Regions from separate parts of the Mus musculus genome. Here all the other regions are linked to region 1. Evidence: chromatin contacts called from public HiChIP or PLAC-seq and promoter capture Hi-C data. All regions are on one chromosome and are shown on one strand. The core of a region is the stretch at or near the end of the contact, and the rest is flanking DNA. Distances in the headings are between cores, read along the strand shown. Region 1 holds the start of Leprotl1 (leptin receptor overlapping transcript-like 1). Region 2 overlaps Prag1 (PEAK1 related kinase activating pseudokinase 1). Region 3 holds the start of Cldn23 (claudin 23). Region 4 overlaps Mfhas1 (malignant fibrous histiocytoma amplified sequence 1). Region 5 holds the start of Mfhas1 (malignant fibrous histiocytoma amplified sequence 1). Region 6 holds the start of Eri1 (exoribonuclease 1). Region 7 has its middle 15 kb from the start of Gm45301.

Evidence for each region. Promoter capture Hi-C pulls out the DNA fragments that hold promoters and counts their contacts. HiChIP or PLAC-seq counts read pairs in DNA pulled down with a chosen protein or histone mark.
Region 2: an H3K4me3 HiChIP or PLAC-seq map of the 230-238 cell line shows a contact between it and region 1, with 9 times the contacts expected there. The contact joins the enhancer-like site here to the promoter of Leprotl1 in region 1. A contact is called at or near these places in 4 of 39 promoter capture datasets (the C10 cell line, hippocampal neurons, liver and 1 more), 1 of 484 Hi-C or Micro-C datasets (B cells), 3 of 115 datasets of contacts at active chromatin or transcription factors (the 230-238 cell line, bone marrow-derived macrophages and microglia) and 2 of 9 other capture datasets (adipose tissue and liver).
Region 3: a promoter capture Hi-C map of hippocampal neurons shows a contact between it and region 1, with 3 times the contacts expected there. The contact joins the promoter of Cldn23 here to the promoter of Leprotl1 in region 1. A contact is called at or near these places in 3 of 39 promoter capture datasets (cranial neural crest, hippocampal neurons and liver) and 2 of 115 datasets of contacts at active chromatin or transcription factors (astrocytes and embryonic hindbrain).
Region 4: a contact with region 1 is called in an H3K27ac HiChIP or PLAC-seq map of double positive thymocytes, with 8 times the contacts expected there. The contact joins the enhancer-like site here to the promoter of Leprotl1 in region 1. A contact is called at or near these places in 1 of 39 promoter capture datasets (the C10 cell line), 1 of 484 Hi-C or Micro-C datasets (CD4 T cells), 3 of 115 datasets of contacts at active chromatin or transcription factors (astrocytes, double positive thymocytes and regulatory T cell precursor) and 1 of 9 other capture datasets (adipose tissue).
Region 5: a contact with region 1 is called in an H3K27ac HiChIP or PLAC-seq map of regulatory T cell precursor, with 7 times the contacts expected there. The contact joins the promoter of Mfhas1 here to the promoter of Leprotl1 in region 1. A contact is called at or near these places in 6 of 39 promoter capture datasets (the 3T3-L1 cell line, cranial neural crest, hippocampal neurons and 2 more), 1 of 484 Hi-C or Micro-C datasets (uterus), 7 of 115 datasets of contacts at active chromatin or transcription factors (astrocytes, cardiomyocytes, differentiating embryonic stem cells and 4 more) and 2 of 9 other capture datasets (adipose tissue and liver).
Region 6: an H3K27ac HiChIP or PLAC-seq map of regulatory T cell precursor shows a contact between it and region 1, with 13 times the contacts expected there. The contact joins the promoter of Eri1 here to the promoter of Leprotl1 in region 1. A contact is called at or near these places in 12 of 39 promoter capture datasets (the C10 cell line, HPC-7-derived erythroid cells, cranial neural crest and 8 more), 1 of 484 Hi-C or Micro-C datasets (erythroblasts), 14 of 115 datasets of contacts at active chromatin or transcription factors (the 230-238 cell line, Th17 cells, double positive thymocytes and 11 more) and 2 of 9 other capture datasets (adipose tissue and liver).
Region 7: an H3K4me3 HiChIP or PLAC-seq map of bone marrow-derived macrophages shows a contact between it and region 1, with 6 times the contacts expected there. The contact joins the enhancer-like site here to the promoter of Leprotl1 in region 1. A contact is called at or near these places in 3 of 39 promoter capture datasets (embryonic stem cells, hippocampal neurons and liver), 1 of 484 Hi-C or Micro-C datasets (bone marrow-derived macrophages), 9 of 115 datasets of contacts at active chromatin or transcription factors (bone marrow-derived macrophages, differentiating embryonic stem cells, double positive thymocytes and 4 more) and 1 of 9 other capture datasets (liver).

What each region holds. Positions count from the first base shown.
Region 1 is chr8:34,145,243-34,148,436 of GRCm38.p6, reverse strand. Leprotl1 (leptin receptor overlapping transcript-like 1) reads left to right here and starts at 1,698. Exons shown (of 4, transcript NM_026609.2): 1 at 1,698-1,752. The coding sequence starts at 1,737.
Region 2 is chr8:36,119,103-36,122,296 of GRCm38.p6, reverse strand. All of the region lies in intron 3 of Prag1 (PEAK1 related kinase activating pseudokinase 1), which reads right to left. Among named protein-coding and RNA genes, the nearest start is that of Prag1, 26 kb to the right of the region's middle. Within about 2 kb of position 1,461, at least 38 of the 459 cell types and tissues checked have an H3K27ac peak or open chromatin away from gene starts, as enhancers often do. A contact at or near this core is called in the 230-238 cell line, B cells, adipose tissue and 2 more, where this site is marked.
Region 3 is chr8:35,825,103-35,828,296 of GRCm38.p6, reverse strand. It overlaps Cldn23 (claudin 23), which reads left to right and starts at 1,738. Exons shown (of 1, transcript NM_027998.4): 1 at 1,738-3,194. The coding sequence starts at 1,965. The coding sequence ends at 2,855.
Region 4 is chr8:35,677,541-35,680,734 of GRCm38.p6, reverse strand. It overlaps Mfhas1 (malignant fibrous histiocytoma amplified sequence 1), which reads right to left. Exons shown (of 3, transcript NM_001081279.2): 3 at 1,286-3,194. Among named protein-coding and RNA genes, the nearest start is that of 1700015I17Rik, 40 kb to the left of the region's middle. Within about 2 kb of position 1,639, at least 53 of the 459 cell types and tissues checked have an H3K27ac peak or open chromatin away from gene starts, as enhancers often do. A contact at or near this core is called in double positive thymocytes and regulatory T cell precursor, where this site is marked.
Region 5 is chr8:35,586,151-35,589,344 of GRCm38.p6, reverse strand. It overlaps Mfhas1 (malignant fibrous histiocytoma amplified sequence 1), which reads right to left and starts at 1,556. Exons shown (of 3, transcript NM_001081279.2): 1 at 1-1,556. The coding sequence starts at 972. It overlaps Gm16793 (predicted gene, 16793), which reads left to right and starts at 325. Exons shown (of 3, transcript NR_040376.1): 1 at 325-507.
Region 6 is chr8:35,493,968-35,497,161 of GRCm38.p6, reverse strand. It overlaps Eri1 (exoribonuclease 1), which reads left to right and starts at 1,629. Exons shown (of 7, transcript NM_026067.3): 1 at 1,629-1,890. The coding sequence starts at 1,795. Gm51568 (a long non-coding RNA gene) reads right to left here and starts at 1,636. Exons shown (of 2, transcript XR_003947532.1): 1 at 9-1,636.
Region 7 is chr8:35,392,607-35,395,800 of GRCm38.p6, reverse strand. No RefSeq gene overlaps it. Among named protein-coding and RNA genes, the nearest start is that of Gm45301, 15 kb to the left of the region's middle. Within about 2 kb of position 1,495, at least 43 of the 459 cell types and tissues checked have an H3K27ac peak or open chromatin away from gene starts, as enhancers often do. A contact at or near this core is called in bone marrow-derived macrophages, where this site is marked.

The sequences.
Region 1 (3,194 bases), core at 449-2,948:
TTGACACACATCCCAGGAATCCTATGATAGGTTGGAATAGAGCCAGGCCATCTCACTGTTAAATATCCAAGCTTTATGGGGTTCAGACAAGAGATACACTGTCTTCATAGTCTTTCCTGTCCCATGAATTCCCAGGCCTGCTTTCCCTGTTATGATCTTAGTATGTCCATGTCCTCCTGGCTTCCAGTTTCAGTTCTCACCCAATAAACTTATAGGGCGACTCCCTTTCAGTCTGTGTAGGTACAGATTCCAAAACTTCTCGGATAGGGCCTACAACCGTGACCAACCCATTGGCTTCTCCTCTCTCCAGCTTTCCAAATTCCCGTTCCATTTATTAGCAAAGAGCATGTTCCATCTGCCCCCCAACACACACACACACACACACAAACAACCCAACTTTGTCTTTCCATTAAAAGAGTCCTGTCAGATCAAACCAAAGGACTATTTCCCATGTCTTCTATTTCCTAGATATTTCTAGGATAGAGGTTGTCTCTGCCTTCTTAGATTCAACAGAGGAGACCTACATATTAGCAGCTGTAAGGCCTATTAAAGGGGAGAGTGTATTTTACAGGCTGTATTTTACAGGCTTAGCAAGGTTCCGAATAAAGGAAAACACAACCGGCTAGGTCTGGGAGCCCATAAGGCATTTTAACAAAAGGCAATACGCTGTGGGAAAGCAACTAAATGGAAGAAATTTGGGCTTTCAGGGGAAAACTAAGGGAGATAAAGGCTATTTCTGTAACATTTCTACAAACTCCAATTGCGGCTGCTTACAGAGACATCTGTCTCTTCCTCAGAAATGAAAATATTTACACATGGGAAATTTTGTGTTGCAAATATCTTCTCATGTAACACAGGAAAGGAAGTTCCGGCTACCTTTACAAGGAGAAACTTAAATCGGTCTGATTTTGTACAGAAAAGGAGCGCAGCCAATTCCCCTTCTATGTCTCTCTCTTTTTTAAAATTGATTTCAGCTACAGTCATCTTTCCGCCGCCCCAGTGGTATATTTTGGAGTGCAGATGGATCCCTCTTGCTATCCATTATCTTCGTCGCACTTTTGTTCTCTTTTGAGTATTTTCTCTTTCTAGTCTGCAAACAACCCGAGGGCAGAAACTACACCTGGTTTTGTTCATCCCAACGCCTACCCGGTTCCCCAGCATATGCTATGTGGGAAGCTTACATAAATATATAGGATCTCTGCGGGGCGCCCCCCCCCCCACTTCCCCATCCTTTTTGTCACCAAGACTGAAAAGCTCTCCGACTCCCAAGAGGAAGCATCTTTATGTTCACATTATGACTCGTTGACTCCCTGCGGGGGTGGAGGGGACCTCATGGGATCTGTGTTAGGAACCCAAGGAGAGAAGCAGAGACCACCCATCTCACGTGTCACAGACTGGGTGGTGGGAGGAGAAATGGGCTCGCGGGGCAGAAAGTGAGGCGATCCCGCAAAGACATCGCCCGCATCTTCACGAGCTCCGCACGCTCTCTTCTCGAGACCGCGGGGACTCCGGGCCGGAGCTGCCCCGCACGTCCCCAGCTGGCCCCCCTCAGCCGCGGAAGGAAGGACGCCGGCCCGGCCCGGCCCGGCCTCGCGCGCCCCCACGCCCCCGCGCGAGCCGCCGGCGGAAGTGCAGCGGGGTGCACTTCCGGGTGTTGTCTGGCCGCCGCCGCCGCCGCGCGTCTCGGGTCTCCCGGCCACCGCCCGGGTCGTGGAGCCAGGAGCGACGTCACCGCCATGGCGGGCATCAAAGGTGGGCCTGGGCCGCGGGGCCGGGGCCGTAGGGATGGGGCGGGGCGGCGTGGGGACGACCCAGCCGGGCTCCTCCGGCGGTGGCGCTCCGCCCCTGGACCAGAACGGGGCAACCCGGCCACCGACGCGGTCTGCGCGAGTTTGCACCCAGAGACATTGAGGGCTGCGATCGGGAGGAATGCCCGGCACGGCAAACCAGTGTGGTTTCCCACCCGAGGCACGAACGCGCCCGTCTCCCAAACCCGGGCTCTGCATCCGCTCCCGGGATCGCGGTGCACAGGCTTTCCCTGCCTCTTAAATCGAATGCATCTTTGGTGTTTTTAAGGTGCAGTAGAGCCCGGATGCTAACCCAGAGTGCTCCTGGCTTCCTTTCCCCCACAAGTGCACGTTGACACTTTGTAGTTGTGATTTTTTTTTTTTTTTAAGAAGAAAGGTAACGAACACCTTGATGAAAGGTTACTTGTCTATTGGTGTGTTTTCTTCAGAGAGAACGGGATGTTGCATTCTTTGAAGACAGGGAACTTGGCTCAGTAGTAGTCTTGCCCCTGGGGTTAGAAGCAAAGTTTTGTATTTACTTATCAGCGGATCACTTTGATTTCCTGACCTGCTTTGTAGAAGAGATAACCTAGTTGGAAGTAAAAACAGTTGGATAGTGGTGCTTCCACCTCGCTGGTAAGGGCGACTTTGGCTGAGCTTTTTCCCTGGTTCACGTTTTTTCTGGTGTCTTGTTTATTTTCGGTGCCTAAAAAAAAAAAAGATGTTATTTCTCGTATAGAACCTTGTCATCTGAGCAACTAGGACACTTTCGGATCTCTTTTTGAGCTATAATAGACCCTTTCAAGTTCTAACGTGGATGGAAGTTACTGTAAAGTGCTGTTCTTTTTAGGATGTTGCCTGCGTTTCTCTACCCACCTGCGGTGTCATTAATGAGGGACTCTTTAAAAAAAGAAAACAGTTTTTATGGTTCTCCAAATCTGGATAATGTTAATCCTGGTGACAGTGACTGGGGGGGGGGGTAATTTTACTTTTTAAAGATTTCAGTGCCTTTTAAAGTTACAGGTTGCTTATCAAGATATTTCTTCCTGTTGGCCTTTAGATTGCCCTTAAGTAAGGAGTATTGCTGTAAAGACCATTACATATTTCTTGAGCCAGTTGCCTGCTACTCTGTGATACATTATATTTTCTGCTAACTCCCAGGCCGGGGAACTTGACCCCTTCACCTCTGTCTTTGTAGTCCATCTTTAGAGAATTTTTGCTAGGTAATTGGGCTGTTCCATCCCTGGCCCAGAGGCTTTGGAAGTAGAAACCACACTCCTCTCTGTTTCATTTTCCGAGTGTTGCATCAGTCAATTACTGTATGAATCCTTACCTTACTGGTGTGTCACTTAAGACACCGTTGATATAAAATAAGCCACCTAGCTGCCAGTGTCATAAGACTGGAGA
Region 2 (3,194 bases), core at 212-2,711, 2.0 Mb before region 1:
AAGTTTAGTGATAACATGTCAAAGACCTAATGAGAGAACTTATAAAAGACTAACATTCCTGTCCCAGAAGTAGAAGCCTCTTAAACATTTCTGCGCACCTTTCAAAACCACTCAGCATTGGCTTCAGATTCGAGCCATCGGCTAATGCCTCAATGACCAGTGAACACACAGCTCTTACCATGCTAACCCCCAGCCGGAGATGTGATCCTCATCAGGGTGGCCTGGCAAGCCCCGGGACAGGCCGGCCAGTGACTTCAAGCCAGCCAGTGACTTCAGGTAGCATGGAGCTCCAGCTGTGGTCCAGAGTGCGTTCTTCTACTGCTGTGAGTCCCCAGCTCCCAGCTCCGCTTCCCTTAGTTCCTCTCTGACTTTTCTATAAAATGCACTTCCTGAGGGAGCACAGGAAAGCAGGGACGGCTCTGCCTCTGACCCGCGCCTTTAATCACCAATTGTCTTTTTTGGCCGGCTCTAAAAATACATTACGTTTCTCTACTTACTTTCTAGTACTAAGGCCCCCCCCTCTCTGAAAATTAATTAAGTCATTCAGATTTGCTTGGTAGATAGAAACACCCCTTTTGGAGTTTCTTTCAGATGTCCGAGTTAATTGCAACACATTCTCCTTGCTGTCTATCTGCAGTAGCATTTCTAAGATCCCTGACAACACACACACACACACACACACACACACACACACGTTGCCTGCTCTGTGCTGGGTGTTGCTGGAGGATGCAACCATGAATGGGATCGGCATAACCCCTGTGCTTCGACAAACCTGCAAATGGTAGGAAAATATTTCTCAAGCTATTTTAGGGAGAACACAAGCCACGTCGTTACGTTAGAACGTCTTGCAATTCTGGCTCAGACTCTTTCTAGAACAATGTTATCATTGCGACAGCTGAATGCAGACTCCTACACCGAGTGCCCACAGGGATTCTTTATCTTGCTTGCCATATTTCTGTCACTTGCACGGGACAGAAGAACAAATCACAGGCTTTCTTTGGCATGCTCATTTTGAAATATTCTCCTCTAATATCTACAAACACATTAGAAAACACCAGAGGGTAGAAGTCGGGTAGGCTGGTATATGTCTATAACCCCATGCTGGGCAGTGGCAAATGGAAGCAGGTGGATTCCAGAGCTTGAAGACCACCTAACTCAGTGGTTTTCTCTGTAGGTCACAACCCCCCTCGGGGCATATCAGATATTTACATTATGATTCATGACGGCAGCAAAATTATAGTTATGAATTAGCAACCTAATAGTTTTATGGTGGGGGGGTCACCACAACATAAGGAGTAATATATAAACTAAGTAATGTATTAACGGATTGCAGCCTTAGGAAGGTTGAGAACCACTGATCTAGGCGAATGGTTAAGCCAGTGCTTCTATTGAGAGATGCCCCCTGACCCGCTAACGTAGATAAACACTTGATCCTCAGAGGGTGAAGCGGTTTGGAAAGGTTTAGAAGGTGTGGCCTTGTTTGCAGAAGTATGTCACTGGAGGCAGGCCATTTCCAGTTAGCTTTCTCTGCTGCATGCTTGTGCTTCGAGATAAGAGTCCTCCACTGCCCACTCCTGCCATCACGCCTGTGGCCCGCTGCCCCATGCTTCCAAACCAGCCACTATGGACTCTACCCTTATGGGACCGTAAGCTAAAATAAATCCCTTTTTTCTCTAGGTTGCCTTGGTCATGGTGTTTTAACATAACAACAGACATGTAACTAATGCAGCTAGGCCCCAGGTTCAGTAAGAAACTCTGACTCGAAGTAATAATAATTAATAATAATAGTAGTAGTAATAATAATAATAATAATAAAGTAATAGAGGAAGGTTCCCAGTACTGACCCCTGGTCTGCACAATGCACTCCCCATCTCCATCTAACCACACCCTCACAATACAACCCTCCCCACCTACACACACACACACACACACACACACACATACACACACACCTATACAAAGAGGTACACCATTTTGGTCAATATACTACCCCTTCCCCTTATAGATTCATTTTTCAAATGAAATTCATCTTCTCCTGGTCACCAAAGTGCCCAGCACTTCCTTCCTTTCTCCCTGTCCAGGCAGAGAGGAATGCTTTCCTTTCTCCTTCAAGCCTTCCACCCTTAGGTGTGCACTGGCTCCCCTTACTTACAACCCCCTGCCCCACATTCCAGTCTTCAGGCAGCCCCTCTCTCTGGAACTCACATGGAACTGTGGGAATCACCTGGCTGGCCATATCTGCATAAACCTGGTTAGATTATTTTAATTGTTTCATGTAAAACAAGCTTTTTTCTACACCCAAACCAGACCCTGGTTGCAGGGCTAAGTCATAGGCAGGGCATGCTGGAACACAGAGTAAATATCTTGATTCAGTTTATCTGCCTCTGTTTCAATATCTCCCTGGCATCTGGGAGAAGACACCCTCTCCTTAAGACAGAATTATCCTTGGTGGCAAAACATGCCGGAGGCTGAAATGCCAGGCAACTCTTGATTGAAGGAGGGAAACTTTCTCTTATCTACAAAATGCAATAGTCTTAAAATAGCCTGCATTTCAATACATTGTATAGTCTTTTTCCTCAAAAAATTAGCAATTAGGCTGGTAACAAATGTAAAAAGAATCTGTTACTGTCTTTGGTGCATTAAAAAACAAAACACCAGGGTCTTGAGTATTCCAAGCTAGCTCTAAAAGCTACCTAACTGACGTTGGCCTTGAGCTTTTGATTATCTCCCCATTCGTGCTGCTTGGTGAAGATGTTCTAAGAGTTATTTTGAAAGTGCCAAGGACTGAAAGGTACTCAAAGGACCGGGCTGCTTTGGGGGTACCTTTCACACTCACTTATTTGCATGTATAAGTATAGAAAATTGGTTTCATCCGTGGTCAGATGACATCCGCACAATGCAGCCTTGTTCATTTGCATGTGGAACGAATGCCCTCGCTATTCTCAAGAGACGTTACAACCTTACAGCCTCATTTTAAAAGTAAGAACGAATCTTTTAAAAATGTGGAAGGAAAGCCATAATTGATTCAAGAGAATCAGTAATAGCGTAAAATGTATATTTAATCTTTGCTCTAGTTTCCTTACCACCAGACTCCTGAAATTTAGACTCCAAAATGCTAAGTATCTTTTTATAGACTGGTGAGTCGGCTGATGGCTGACTGCACCTCGAGGAGTTGTACGATGGAAGTTGGATGC
Region 3 (3,194 bases), core at 489-2,988, 1.7 Mb before region 1:
TTATAGAGTCACAAGATGCATACACCTTGAGGACATTCTGCCTAGTGAAATAAGCTAGACCCAGGCGCATCTGGCTTCCGTTTACCTGGAGTATCCAGCTAACCCTGTGAAGGTAGAGGGGTTCAGGGATGAAGGAACACACTTGTCACTGCTAAACGGTCAGTTTGAGTTTGGAAAGATCCAGAGTCTGTAGCTCTCCAGGGATGCAGTATGATCTACAGCACTGAACAGGCTGATTTTAGTAAATAGTTTTAATTACAGCAAATTATATAAAAAATACATTTCCATTGTAAGAAATATATAGAACAGAGAAAAATATGTTAAGAAAGCATTTTTCAAGGAAAAGCATGACTCTCGCCCAATATAAAGTGAATATGTTCTAAATATGTAAAGGTATTTAAGGAGAATGTGAACAGCTCATACCTAGACCAACAGGAATGTTAAGATGAGTTTGACAGGCAGTGCCAAAGTAGGTGGTATTCAATGAGCAAAACATATTACGTTATTGTGGGTAATTATACGCTCATTATAAAAACCTTTTAAAAAAGAAACCTAAGCACGTGGATTGTAAACATTGTATTCTGTCAAATTGGCTAATTAAAGGCTGCACACTAAACCAGTGACATCAGGGATCACTGGCTCCTGCCTTTGCCGATGCAGATTTTCAAGCTGTCGTTTTTAACCAATCAAGGTGAATATCGTGCTCCTTCTAATTATATTTCATTGGTTACAAATTTGCCCTTTTCCATGAAAATAAAAAAAGCTAATTGACATTCTTTGGATAATAACCAATTATATTCCATCCTCGCAGAACCTCTGGGTTTCTCCAATACATCATAGGCCCGCCAAGTTCTGAACGGGAAAATCGAGTCAGCCTCTTATCCACTTGAAAAAAAAACGGTTTGTTATTAATTTTTAAATGTATTCACTTTACATCCCAAACAGCTCCCCTTCTCCTCCCAGTACCCCCATTTAGTTCCTTCCCTCATTCTCCTCTGAGAAGGGTGCCACCCCCACCCCCCAACACACACACATAAGTCACTGCAGGACTTTACAAGACTGAAGAGAAAACTCTTTCGCAACTCTTCAACCCAGAAATACTCTCCCTTTCATATGAGTTAAACTTCAGGCAGAGCGTGGAGACTTTATTAAGCAAGTCTAGCAAAGTTTCCATAATGCAACTGTTTGGATACACCCTGAGCCTGGAAACCGTGGTGCACACAGGTCCCGTGCATCCTGAGCGCACCACTGTGCCCTACGTGGCTGCAGATGGCAGCGCAAAACTTTCGAGGGATGCTGGTCACCAGCTGGGAGTGAAAAGAGACTTGTGTTGGCAGGGCCCACGGGCAGAGTTGGGGAGAATTGGAGGCAGTGTAGGGACGCTTTGCTTTCTGACCGGACCTGAGAAGGAAAGGGAAGAGGGGAAGGTGTAGCTAGGCGACAGGTGAGACGACACTAGCGGCCCGCCCCCTTTGTCCCGCCTACAAGCGCGCAGGCAGTGCGAGAGAGCGAGGGCGGGGCGACCTTTGCTCGAGCCCTAAACCATCCGGGCGGGCTGGGAGGAGTGGCCGGGCTAGGAGGAGCGGCTGGGCTAGGGTGGGGTGTCCGGGTCCTCAGAGTCCGAGGTCGCCTCCTTGCCAAGTGGCCCTGGCGCTCCCGCCCCTCCCACCCGGTAGGGTTTGGCCTTGGGGGCCGCACCTGGGCGCGCGGTTTCGGTCTGACCGGACTCGGAGCTGGTTTCGATTAGGGACAGCGGCTGGGCGAGAGGGCGGAGCGGTTGGGACGCGAGAGAGGAGGGGACTTGGTGTGAGAGGCTCAGTGGGGACAGTTCCGCGCGAGAGACAAAGAGCGCCCAGAGAGCGCAGCGAGCATCGCTGCTACCCAGCCCGGCAACCTCGCAGATTCGAGGACAGGGTGCGCAGCGGAGCAGCCACAGCTGCTAGGGACCCAAGAGGCTACGCAGGATGCGGACGCCGGTGGTGATGACGCTGGGCATGGTGCTCACGCCCTGCGGGTTGCTGCTTAATCTTGTCAGTACACTGGCCCCGGGCTGGCGGCTGGTGAAGGGCTTTCTGGACCAGCCAGTGGACGTGGTGCTGTACCAGGGGCTGTGGGACATATGTCGCGAGCAGAGCAGTCGCGAACGCGAGTGCGGCCAGCCCGACGAGTGGAACTACTTCCAGACCCAGCCTGTGCAGGTGGCCCGGGGACTCATGATCACGTCACTGGCCACTACCGCCCTAGGGCTGCTGCTGGCTTCCCTCGGTGTGCGCTGTTGGCAAGATGAGCCCCACTACGGGCTAGCGGGCCTCTCTGGCGTGGTGTTTTTCGTCGCTGGCCTCTTCAGCCTCATCCCGGTCTCCTGGTATAACCACTTCTTGTCAGATCCCGACGTCCTGGCCGCCCCGAGCTCGCCGGTCACGGTGCAGGTCAGCTACAGCCTGGTGCTGGGCTACCTAGGCAGCTGCCTGCTGCTTCTGGGCGGCTTCTCTCTGGCGCTCAGCTTTGCGCCCTGGTGTGAAGAGCGTTGTCGCCGCTGTCGCAAGGCGCCCCCAGCAGGCCCGCGCCGCAGCAGCATCAGCACCGTCTACGTGGACTGGCCGGAACCAGCGCTCACACCTGCCATCAAGTACTACAGCGACGGACAGCATCGGCCTCCTCCCACCGCAGAGCACAGGGACACCAGCAAGCTCAAGGTTGGATTCCCGATGCCACGACCGCCACCCAAGTCCTACACCAACCCGATGGATGTGCTTGAGGGAGAAGAAAAGAAGACAGCCACCTCCCAAGGTGGTTCCTCCTCTCGCAGCACTCGGCCCTGCCAAAATTCGCTGCCCTGTGACTCCGACCTGTAGACAGGGTTCACCTGAGCTCTGCCTGGAGTCTGAGGGTGACTTGAACTTCTGCCAGTACATCTGCAACTAGAACCCTGGTCGCCTTCCTCTAACTGGAGGGCAAGCCTTCCTTTTCTAGGGCCAAACTCCTCTCCAAATACTAGGTTGGGTTCATTTATCTTTTAAGGAGTTTTACTTTTCTCTCCAGAGGGACCAGGTCTTCTTATGCAGTGACAAGAGTGCGTAGTGTTTTCTTTGCATACTGTTCATCGCAGTAGCAACAAAATTGCAATCAGCCAACAGGCTTTAAAACGTCCCTGAACGTACAGTATTCTAAGTTACCGTGAGCCTTCACAAACA
Region 4 (3,194 bases), core at 390-2,889, 1.5 Mb before region 1:
ATTGTTGACATATGTTCAAAATCTGCTCTCCCCGAGCAGAAGCAGGCAGCAGTAAGGATGGGTGTCAGAACTTGCCTGGGTTCTGCTGTGAGGGCAAGCCACCCCACCAGAAACACACCTCTTTTTTTCATGGCAGGTGGCTTCAGATATTTTACCGTAGAGGTATATGGTAACTATACTATAGAGGTGCATTTGAACCCGGTACCCAATACTAAAAGAAAAAGTTCCTTTTCAGAACATTTTGAAGGAGAACATTCTGGTCTAAGCTGGTTCCTCGGTTCCCAGGTCCTCTGGGCAGGGCTTGGATATGTCTGGTTTGCCTGCATTTTCCTTTCCATGTCTTTTGTGTTGTTGTTGTTGTTTTGTTTTTCAAGACAAGGTTCTTCTGTGTAGCCCTGGCTGTCCTGGAACTCACTCTGTAGACCAGGCTGGCCTCGAACTCAAAAATCCACCTGTCTCTGCCTCCCGAGTGCTGGGATTAAAGGCATGCGCCACAACTGCCCGGCTCCTTTTCAAGTCTTATCTTCCTTTAAAACAAACAAGCAAGCAGACAGACAGAGGAACGGAGCTTCTGAGAGGTCCCTCAGGGACCTGTAATTCCAGCCTTCTGGAGTGTTCCTAGACAGAATTTACAAGCTTCGGCAGGATTCCTGTGCTGAGCCTTAAAAAGGAAGCCCAGGGAGTGGGAACTTCCAAAGCCATCACACATCAGTAAGCTCCAATTTAGACGCACAATGGCTCATTGGGGAAGAAATCTGACTTAACAGACAGATGGTACTGGGCTCGGGCTGTGGTTGAGTAGTGGGGCACTTGCCTGGCATATGCAAGGCCCTGGGTTCAGCTCCCAGTCCCAAAAGACAGAGCCAATGCTTCCGAAACAGAGAAGAGAGTTTTGGGAGAGACGTAGGCCAGGGAGATGACTCAGTAGGTGAAGGCACCTGGCAGGCCCAAGCTTGCCCCCCTAAATCTCATCCCTAGGAGCTAGATGGCGAATTGAGCAAACCAGCTTTCCACGGTTGACCTCTGACTTCCACATGCGTATTGTGGCACTCCCCACCCCACCCCCACATTCACAAATAAAGTAAGTGGAGTGAAAAATAACTAAAACAGTGGCTCTTACAGCTTTTTTCCCCTTTGGGGACTCAAACAGATGAGAGCAGCAGACTCTTCTTCCTGTAGCTCAAATTTGAGCTAAGAACACAAAATTGCCACTCCTTTTAACTGGTAAAACTAAACCAATAACCAAACCAACCCGGAAATAATGAAATGCTGGAGCTACCACGGCTTAACCATTTCATTGTGTTTTTATTGTTTTTTTTGTTTTGTTTTGTTTTTGTTTTGTTTTTTAACTTCTGCCCCGTTAGGACAATGAACTGGGAAACCACAATTACAATTCACAGACTGCAGCATGAAAAACACACACTCCACTGGAATCCCAACAAGCCCTTCCTCTTTATTCATTCAAAAGAGTCCAGCGCACACGTCAAACATGAGCACTGTCGGATTTTTTGTCTTGTTTTGTTTTGTTTTTTTTTCCTTAGAAGGGGGAAACATTTATTCTGGCAGCACTTGTACAATCCCAGGAAGTGGTTTTGATACCGTTAGTTGTAAGAATAGAAACCATAACAAACTCGGAGCGCATTTGAGAGGCACGGGGCTCCTTGGGTAGAACGAATTCCTCTTGTGCTTAGTGGATGGCCCCTCAGCTGCTGGCTGCTGAGTCTTCCCAGGTGTGAAATAAGGAAACAGAATTTCTCATACAGCCGCCGCTGAAATTCTTCTGGGGCAAGGTGGCTTCTGTATCTCAGCCCTTCCCCCCCACACTGAGGCAAGTTCTCACGCTTTGCTGGAGCTTTCTCGGGCACGTGACCCTCTGATCGTGCCCACCCTAGCCACGATACATGACCGCCAAGGTTCCCTCATCTACGATGCTTCTCTAGGGTTCAGATGACAACACACAACATCACTTGTCAGAAAGTAACAGATATTCAGAACATGGGCATCTGTGTTTATGAAAAGAGCATCCATGGGCAGGGTATGCTCTCCCAAGGAGCCTTCTTCTGATTTGACATGGCCCTCTGGGAAGTAAACCCAAAATCATAGCGGACATTGAACTTTGCTGACTTGACAGTTTCAGAACTGTTTGGTGCCAATTTAAAAAAAAACAAAAACAAAAACAAAAAGCCAATAACAACAAAATAAACTATTGCCCAATAATTCAGTGGTCTACAAAGGAAGGGGAATGCTAACCCTCTGGTTTACACTTGCACACATACACATGAGACCTATGACAGAAGAGATCAACCAGATTCTTACCCATCCTGCAACTGTGTCCTAAAAGGAAAAAGACATTTTAAACTGGACTTGTCATGTTCAAGTATTCAAAACATAGAGAGAGAGAGAGAGACAATCCCTACTAGATTCTGATTTCTGAGAAATTGCCTCCACATAACGGGCTCCGGGGGGCAGGGAAGTCAACTGAACAGATTCAACACGAATCTTATTTGTAACGCCTCAAGAAGTGCAGTCGCCTGCTTGTATTCCTTCCTCTTAAAGATTCGTGGCAACTGCCTGTGCTGTGACATTCTAGGAGTCAATATTTTAGAATACAGGTGACAGAGTAAGAAGAGCTGACACACTTTTCTTGTGGGGAACAGTCAGTTTGACATGTTTCCTGTCAACACACGGAGGAGGCGGATGTAAACACAGTCCTTTACAGTCTTCAGAGAATGTGTCTCTACTGCAACACGTGCTGTTTGGCCCTAACCAGGAGGACACTGGAGAGCAATTTGTAGAGTTTGTTTTTAAGTGTTTAACCTCCTAGAGGTTTCAAAACAATGGTTCTACTAGGACCTTGGCTGCAGACTTCCTCCAAGTGGCTCTGCATGAATAAACAGCCAATGAGGGATGGAGCCCTGAAAGAGGATGCTCCTTTCAGGAAGGCTACCAATCAGATGGAGAGGTTCACAGAGGGCTCTGCAAAATCATGCACGCTGTTCCCGGGGTCAGGGAGACAGGGGGGGGGGGCGGGGGGGTGCATAGCAGGAGAACAGCTGCAAGATTTAGAACTGAACTCAGATTATCTCAAGTTGTTCCAAGATTCGGGTTTTCAGAGATTCGTCACCTCGTCTGGCCTCTAGGAACGCACCCCTCAGCCTCAGTGGTCATGGGTGGAGACAGAACAGCTATCATTC
Region 5 (3,194 bases), core at 307-2,806, 1.4 Mb before region 1:
ATTATCCAGCCACAAGGTGAGAAGCCGACCCAGCCCGGCGATAAGAGAGGGCACTGAGGTGAGCTGATTGCGACTAAGATAGAGCTCCTCCAGACCAGCCAGGGGCAGCAGCGCAGCAGGGAACTCCTCGAAGAGGTTGGAAGAGAGGTTGAGCATTTTGAGCCTCTGCAGACGGCTGAACTCGTCGGGCAGAGCCTGGAGCCCGTTGTTATCTAACATGAGGCTCTCCAAACTGGCCAGCTCGCAGAAGCCTCTGGGCAGCGTGCCAAGCTCGGCCCCGCTAAGCCAGAGGATCTTGAGGGCACGCAGGGCACTGATATCCTCAGGTAGGCCTCGCAGCCGGTTGCTGGAGACGTCGAGCTCCTCCAGGGCAGCCAGCTGCAGCAGCTGCTGGGGAAAGGCGGTGAGCTGGTTGTGGTCCACGTCAAGGGTCCGAAGGTGGTTGAGGCAGGAGAAGGAATCTGGCAGATGCGCCAGCCGGTTGAAGCTGACATCCAGCTCCTCCAGGTGGGCGAGGGCACCCAGCTGGGCAGGCAGGGCTGGCAACTGGTTGTGGCTCAGGTTGAGTTTGCGCAGCTCCCTCAGGGCGCTCACCACCTCGGCTCCCAGGATGGTCAACCGGTTGTGGCTGACGTCCAGTTCGGTAAGGTGGTGGCCTAGCTCCGCCACCGCAGGGGGCAGCCGGGCAAAACGGTTCCTGCGCAAGACCAAGACGCGAAGGCTGCCCAGAGCTGACCCCAGACCTTCAGGCACATCCTCGAGGCCGTTGTTCCCCAGGTTCAGCACCTCAATGTCCCCGATGTTGGCCGGCAGCACCAGCTGGGGGGCGTCGGGGGACTCCAGTGGGTCGCCTCCGGCCCCTGGGCAGCTGAGCGTGAGCTGGCGCAGGTTGCTCCGCAGCTTCCTGGCTCTCAGGGCGGCGTCCCGCCACAGCCTCACCGTCTTCAGGTTGCCACTGTCCTGGCCAGCCATGGCGGGGCCCCGCGCCGACAACCCTCACGCCGGTACCGGAGCCCGCAGCTGCATGCCGCGCTGGACTCCGGCGGGCGCCCAGCCCCCGGGCCCTCTAGCTCCCGCTGCTCCCGGGCCACCACCCCTGCGCGGCCGGCGGCCGTGGGTCCTAGCGCAGCCGGTGGCGGGCGGCAGCGACGCAGGCAGGTTTGAGGGGCTCCGGGCAAGCGGCTCGGAGCTGGGCTGCGGCCGCGCAGCGCGGCTCGCATTCTCCGTGCTCCTGGGCCATGGGCGCGCCGGGCAGCAGGGCCGCCGCCCGCCGCGCCGCGGAGGATGCCTGCTCCTCCTCCAGCTCCGCCCGCCTCGCCGAGCCTCGGTAGCCGACTCCAGCCCCGCTACCCTCGCAGCGGCGGTCCGGAGGCCGGCGGCGTCACCTCCGCGAGCTGCAGGAGGAGGGCGGCGCTCGGCTCCGCGGCGGGCATGCTGCGGGCGCAGGGCCGGGGAGCCGGAGGTGAAGGCGTCTCCTTGTCTCCGTTTCCCCGCGGCTCGGGCGGGAGCGCGAGCGCCGCGTCCCCGGCGCTTGGAGAGCGCGATCGGGAAGCTACAGCGCCGCCCGGTGGAGCGGCCCCCACGTGACCGGCGGAGGCGCCGCTTGTTCCCGGCACCGCCCCTGGGGCGGGAGTTGCAAGTAAGCGCAGGCTTTGGGGTTTGGGGGGTCCAGCTACAGTGGGGCCGGCGACGTGGACTTCGCCCTGCGCCAGGCGCACCAGATGCGGTCCTCAAAGCTGATGTGGGACTCCGGGGTCTCCGGGTTGGTTTCTCCTGCATCAGGTTCTTTGTTGGTCCTGGCCTCTAAGGATTTCTTATTCATCCCTAAGCATAGGATTTAGCTGGCTTTCTTGCTCATCCTTCCCATGCGCCATACATCCACACCTCTATAGAGCCGGCAGAATTTAAGGACCTGGGTGTCCAAGGAGCTTAGAACAAGAGGGTAGTTATAAAAGGCAGATGGGGGAAAAGCAAAGAACCTTTTAATCCATTTGATAAGTTAGTTATTGGGGACTATTTGTACTAGGTCAACCGAAGCCTAGTTTTCAGCTCCCCTGGTTTGAGCCAGCACATCTCAGGCCTGTTGTGGGTGGCTGGGGGTTGGAGGCCATGCAAGATGTCTTAAGTCTGTACTATCCCATTTAGCGCCACAGCCGAATGCAACATGCTACATCTTGAATCCGACATTCCCCGTATTCTGTGGATTCAAAGAAATGACCGTATTATCAGACACATTTTCGCTATTGCAGGGTTCAGTGTGGGCTTGTTTCCATTGAGAGGAAGTTGGTTTGAGATCATATCTATACTCAAGTAATCTCCGAATTTATCAAAGCCGTGAAACCTGTCAAGACCGCAGAGATCACCTCTACCACTCCTTTCCAGTTGCTTAATCACTTTATCTGAGGAACACCGACAGGCAACAACTGGTTGAAAAGGACAGTCACTTTCATCGAGGGTGTGGTCACTGATAGCTTGCCAAAGCTCCAGCAGTTGGCTCCATACCACGATAATAAGGGCAACACAAATTAGACTCAATTTGCAAGCAAACAAGCTATCCTTCCATTGTAACTGTCTTCAGAAAACTCTTCTCCATTTGTCATTAGATAATCGATCATTTTGTTTATCTGCTTAAGAGAGCTGAGTAGTGCCTGGGACCTGTCAGCTTTTAGGCATGCCCCTTATCACCCCGGCTATAAAGGAGGTGAGTTTGCCTGCAAGGAACAATCCTCTACTTGCAAAGTCCTGAAAGATCCCTATGGCTAGAGTGATTTTTTTCCTCAGTTCTAGAGTTTGAACCCAGGGTTTCCAGCATGTGAGGCAAGAGGCAAGGTGACTTCTGGGAGCAAAGTTCATACTGAGCAAGCTTGGGAAAAGCCTGTACAAGAGCCCCTGAAGCTACGCATGTTCCTGCAGGCCTGTCACTGCAGCACCTGAGGGACTGAATGAAGCAAGAGGGTTTAAAGTGTGAGGTCATGGTAACATTAACTTCTTCAAGCAAAGAAGAACGTGGAGTTCTTTGAAAGCCAGGCTACTAAAAACTAAAATGTTAAATCAGGAGAAAGAATATTTTAAGTAATGGGAGAAAGGAAGAAAGGAAAGAAGGAAGTGAGGAAGGAAGAGAGTGAGGAAAGGAGGGAAGGGGGAAGGGAGGGAGGGAGAGAAGGGGAAAGGAAGGAAGGGAATGGAAAAGAGAA
Region 6 (3,194 bases), core at 380-2,879, 1.3 Mb before region 1:
AGACTTACTGTCATTGACGTTTTTCACAGAACTCTTACAGAGGGCTGGGTTTCAGTTCCCTGCACCCACATGGCAGCTGACATCCGAATCCAATCCCAGGGAGTCTCACACCTTTTGGCTTCTGTTGGCGCTTCACATACATGAAGTGTACATAGATGCACATGTAGACAAAATACTCATATACATGGAATAGCATAAAATATTTTTAAAAATAAGCAAGCAGAATTTGAGACTGGAAAAGTGATTTTTCTTCTTTTTATGGTTAGATGCACTGGCTGCCTTTTTAGAGACCCCGGTTCAATCGCCAGTGTGTGAGAAATACCAAGTAAGAGTCTTGTCTTATGACAAGTGTTTAACCATGACCAAGGCAACTCTTAGAAGGATAGCGTTTAATTGGGGCTGGCTTATAGGTTCAGAGGTTCAGTCCATTATCATCAAAGTGGGAGCATGGCACCATCCAGGCAGGCATGGTACAGGAGAAGCTGAGAGTTCAACATCTTGCTCCAAATGCAAACAGGAGAAGACTGACTTTCAGGCAGCCAGCATGAATGAGGGTCTTAAAGCTCATGCCCACAGTGACAGACTTCCTCCAACAAGGCCACATCTACTAATAGTGCCACTCCCTGGGCCAAGCATATTTAAACCACCACAAGTCTTTTCTATGGATACTATAAAACTTGGGTTTAAGACAAAGAATTGAAATCTTTTTATCTTCCTCCACCTTGTGAGACTTTTAATGAAAATGTTTCGATCCTTCAGATCCAGAAAAACTACTGTTTACTCAAAGAACTGCTCCTTTATTCCAATGGCCCCTTTCCCCATCCTCCACTTCCTGTGCACCAATTCTTTTCAGACTAGCCAATCAAATCAGGCTGTGAAACAACGGGACCTCAAATCAGGAGGAAGAGACACACACAGGCCACACCCTAAGTTAAAATAATCACCAAACACACTTCCTGACTTGTATGTATTCACTCTTCGAGCATACCCGCTTGATAAAGAGTAAAGTTCATCTTGCCCAGACACTTAAGTTGGAATGGTAGTTTCTTCCTTCGCCTCTCAAAAACACCCACATGGCAACTCCCATGTTGGGTTCTAACTCCAATCCCAGGGACAACGCTCTCTTCAGCCTCCCTGGGGTACTGCACACACGCGGTGCAGACATGCTCGCAGGTAAAACACCCATAAACACAAGGGGGGGGGGTGGAGACGAATGAAAATGATTTTTAAAAACGTCCCCAAATGCCAAACAGCATTGGAAAGGATGCAATCCTGTAGATTTCAGCGTTGTGGAATCTAGACCCTAGGAACGCATCTGCAGAAGGGCATACATAGACTACACTGGTCGTTGTCAAAGCAGCTTCTGCTACAGTGGGGGAAAAAAAGTAAATAGATTTTGAGTTACTGGGAGGAAAGACCTTAGAACTTGCAGCAAACACTAATTAGGGCAGCTTCACGCGCGCATCCCAGGCAACCGGCGCAGCACCATTTTCGAACCTGCGGGCTACCCACGCCCACTTCCCCAAATCGCTCGCCTCCCGGGCTCTCTCCCGCCGCCGTCCTACCGCGCGCGCGCGGGGAGAAAAAGGAGGGGACCCGCCCACTGCGCCTGCGCGGCGTGACAACGCCACACGCTCCCGGAAGTAGGAGGCGTCCGGCGGAGTTTGTGTGGCGGCCGCCGCGGGAACGTGAAGCGCGGTAGTTTTTCAAGGGAGAGAGCGAGGCGGCTTCCCGCGGGTCTCGGTGGACCGACAGTGAGCGTCCGCGGCCGTCTCGCGGCCCGCGAGAGGCGGCATGGAGGACGAGCGGGGCCGGGAGCGTGGCGGCGACGCGGCGCAGCAGAAGACGCCGCGGCCGGAGTGTGAGGAGTCCCGGCCGCTGAGCGTGGAGGTGAGGTCGGGAGCTCGCGCGCGCGTGCGGGGCGGCCTCGCTCGCTCCCCTGCTCCGTCCTAGTCGGGGCGAGCATCGTCGGCCTCGAGAGGGAGGAGGTCAGGCGGGAAGTTCCGAGTGAGAATTCCGCGTAAACATTCGGCGCGCGCGGGCGCACTGCCGTTCCATCAGCCCCGTGGCGCTGATTGGCTGGGTTCTCTCCAGCGCCCACCCTCCCCGCCAGATGCGGCGGCAAGCCTTTCGGGGTGCTCGGACAGCCCGTGTCTTCCCAGCCCCAGACGGCCCACTGCCCTCTGCACCCCGAGGTGCATCTGTTCCCGAGAGGACCCTCCCCCGGTCTTTCCCCGTCCCCTACTGTCTCGCCCAGAACCCTGCCACGACCGGCTTTCTAAGTGATTTGCTACTTCCTCACGGCATGGGCAAGATCAGGAGATGATCCCCGGACTTCTGTTTTTCATCTTGATGAATTAGTGTTGGCTAGCGCCGCGGGTTGTGAGCGAGATGCTAAATTCTGTCGCTTTTTCGTAAGAGGAGTTGAGTACTGACACCCAGGTTATTCATTCATTGGCAGGGTAGAGAGATAGATGGCTTGGGTGTGAAAGGCTAGGCTCAAAAACCAAAATGTCAGAAGGTGGGTATTCCATAGAGGCGTCCCAATGCCTTTATTCTTTCCATTTACACCTTCGTGTAGTAGCCAGAATAGCCTTTTAAATATTATTTTTTAAAATGTGTGTGTGTGCGCAGGTGCCTCTGAAGACCAGGAAAGGAGGTATGGGTCTTGGGGAAGAGCAGAGTTTGTTCTTCATGGTTAAGCTGTCTATCAGGCCTCTAGAGTTTCCTTTTGACAGTCTGTGCCGAGGTTGCGCTGCGCATTCCGTGCCTTCTTCAGTTTGCCCCTCTGCTCAGTTCATATACACATCTTCGTCCACTCTGGCTTCCTTGTGTTCTTTTATCGTGGAGTGTTTTGTAACGTAAGGATCTTGTGCTCCTCTTGTCCGGAGCATGCTTCTCTGGATCTTTCCAGATTATTCCCTTTGTTGGTAGGTACTTTGGAAGGCTGAAGACGCTTCCATCTGCCCTCTCTGGAAAGATGCCCCTTTCATTTTAACATACGTTGTTGACAATATCATCTAAGTCGGTTCGAAAGCTAATTTTAATTTGCAGAGCGTTTTCTAAGAGAAGTTGAATATACTTCATTGTCTTTCAGAGTCCTGAAACTTTGAGATAGAATGCTTTGAAGGCCTGGATCTGTGTTCAGATGGATTTTTTTTTTTTTTTTGAAACTACTTTGTTCAAGTTTTTTG
Region 7 (3,194 bases), core at 246-2,745, 1.2 Mb before region 1:
TATATCACATCCTTGAAGTGAGAAAGAAGCATTGCGCTACTGGTGGCTTTCAGGAGTTAAGGACCACTGTAGGAGATGGATGTGAGGGGGAGGGGGAGTGAAGGGGAAGTGAGGGAGGCTGAAGACCTACAGATGTTTGCAGTGAGAATACTTTCTATCTACCTGGGTTAATGGCACCATCTTGGTTATGACTTTGCGTGACGGTTCTGGCAGCTATTGCTGGCAGCAAATGTAAGAATGTGGCACATAAGTGGAATCTCTCTCCATCATTCCTTCCAGCTGCGTGTGAACCAACAATGCGTGCACAGTAATGGTTTCATTTCTAAAACTGAAATGCCAACTATCCCCAGCTGAGTCTCATGTACAAAACAGTGTGAAGTGTGCATAATCTGGGAGGGGGGGGGGAATTAAAATAACCATTGGTGGATTCTAAATAGTTTCTTTTCTTGATACAGCATAGCCTTTTCTGTCTATACGCATCAAAGCACCCAGAATTTTATTTTTATGTAATGTTATTAGTATGATACAGAAACTGCCTTGCCAAGCAATTTAATTTGTGAATGTAAAATGAAAGCCACATACATACAGCTAGAAGATGTTCAACCGTGATTCTGTGAAATATTCTTAAGAAAGGAGATGATAATATTCCTTGCTATTACAGTCGAAACATAACCAGAGTGTGTTTGCATGGTACAGAGTCAGTCAGCTTTCTCCTGCAGAGGTTTTGCTCAATTCGCTTTTGTCTGCTTTTTTAGGACACTCTTCAGCTGCATTCCTGAGCCCAGGGAGCAGCGGGAGGGTGTCCCACTAACTGCATTGAGGAGCCCATGGAGCAGGAGTGGGGCCATTCTTACGTTCTAAGGAGGGGGTTCCCACACTTGTGTTTCTAGAACACAAAAAGCTTGGGAAGAGCCTTCGGGAGGGGAATGTGTGCCACTTTGTCTCCTGTGATGCCCGTGTCAGGCAATGTGTCTCCTTTTTGTGGTACCAGAGATTGAACCCGGCATTCTTCCTTTGAGCTTCAGTCCCTTCTCCCAAAGTGTGGCAGGCAGTTCCTTTTCTGGTTTGCTCATTTTTGTTTGTGTGTGTATCTCTGTGCTTTTTATGGCTTTTTTTTTCCTGCTGTTGTTGCTGTTTGTATAATTTTGCCTGCTAGTTTTTCTAAAGAGAAGGAAGATGAGAGTGGGGTGTGTGGGGAGCAGGTGAGAGGATCTGGAAGGAGTTGGGTGAGGGGAAAGCATGATCAAAAAATGTGTTTCATGGAAAAGATTTTTTTTTGATAAAAATAAATAAATAAATAATTGGTTTAAGAAAGTATTCCGTTGCTACATGCAATCGGAAGAGTATCAGGTATTCTGGGTTGTGTTCTCTGCTGGTCAGCACTGAGGTTACAATGGGTGGTGCAGCATGTCTGTATTCTCTGTCTGGGGAAATGGGCTCTGCCAGAGCTCAGCAGTTCCAGTGCTTTGGTCACTTTCTCTTGCCCCAGCCACTGTCAGCACAGCACAGTCACTTTCATCATCGTTGTGCTGGTGAGGAGGGACAGAGAACTTCCTGAGTAGAGAGCCTTTGAGGAAATGATGCCATTCCAGTGCAGAGAAGCAACTGGTGCCGGGAGTCTTTGCTCGAAAATGTTTCCTTTGCTTTTTGTATCAAAGTGTCTTTTCTCCTCTCCTTTTCCCTTTCCTCCCTCTCCTTCCCTCCCCTCCTCTTCCTCTCTTCCTCTCCCCCTCCTCCTTTCCCCATCTTTCCCCCTCTCCCCTCTTCTCTCTTTTTCTCTCTCCTCTCTTACTCTCTCCTCCCTTTCTTCTCTCTCCTCCCTCCTCTCACTCTCTCATAAACAAATATAAGTTATGATGGCTCAATGCAGTAGGTCATAGATGGTTGAAGAAAAGACCCTGCAGGATTCCCATTAATATGGGTATGCTGCAAATGTGCAGAGCTGGTTTCTAAAGTTGATGCAAAGGCCTTTGGGTTGGTATGTCAGCATGGGGGTCAATAACTAAGTGACCAATGGTGATTGGTAATTTATTAAAAATTAGAGTACGATGGGATTTTAAGGGATAGTGCAATGGAATGCAAGGGATGAGCATCAGAAGGGGGCGGGACCAACTAGAGGAAGGAAGTGCTGGTTAGACTTTGTCAGCTTGACGCAAACAAAAATGACCTGGGAAGAGGAAGCCTCAGCTGAAGAATCGCCAACCGTCAGGTTGGCCCGTGGGTGTGTCTGTGGGGCCATTTTTTAATTTAATGATTGTTGTGAGAGGACTCAGCCTTCTGTGGGCACTGCTACCTTGGGACAGGTGCCTCTGGGTTCTATAAGAAAGCAAGCTGAGCAACCCAAAGGCAGCAGTGTTACACCATAGTTCCTAACTGCACCCGTGCCTGAGTCCTTGTCCTAGTCTCCCTCAGTTATAGCTAGTGATTGAGACGAGTATACCAAATGAACCCTGTCCTCCACCAGCTGCTTTGAGTGACTGTCTATCACGACAGCAGGAAGAAAAGTTGGACAGAAGAGAATGAACTGAAAGATGGGCGGGAGTTTGGGAAGGTCAGTGGGGGGAAAGAAGAAATGAGAGTAAAGTCTAATGACAAACATGGATGAAGATGCCACAATAAACCTATGGATTTTTATGCCAGCTTAAAATTAATAAAATAATTTCTAATAAAATGGTATTTATTAATAAGATCAGAAAAAAAATCTTATCATGTCTAAAAAAGACCAAGCTGTCTGACCAAGGCAAATGAATCGGGGGCTCTGGAAGTGAGCCCCCTGGAAGGAGTGATTTCTCACCCACCCCAGCACTGAACCTAATGAAGGTATTATTCCTCCTCGTCATCCCTCAGTCTCAAACAGGAGCAGATGCTGCAAGTTCAAGGCTACTTTGCTGGCATGGTTCCTTTTTGATCTCTAAGGGATTCTTCCAGACCTTGCAAGTTCCCTCGGCACTAATAAAGATCCTCCTAGTATGACGGACCACCTTCATGACTTGGGTAGCAGTCAATACCTTTGGGAAAGAACATCACAGTATAGAAGGTAGATCATTTGTGCCCTTACCTCATGGTCACTACCAGGAAGGGAGAGGGGTCTTCGGGGCCACAGTCTAGGGCAGTGGTTCGCAACCTTCCTAATGCTTCCACCCTTTACACAATGCTTGGCATGTTGTGGTGACTCCCCCCCCACCATAAAATTA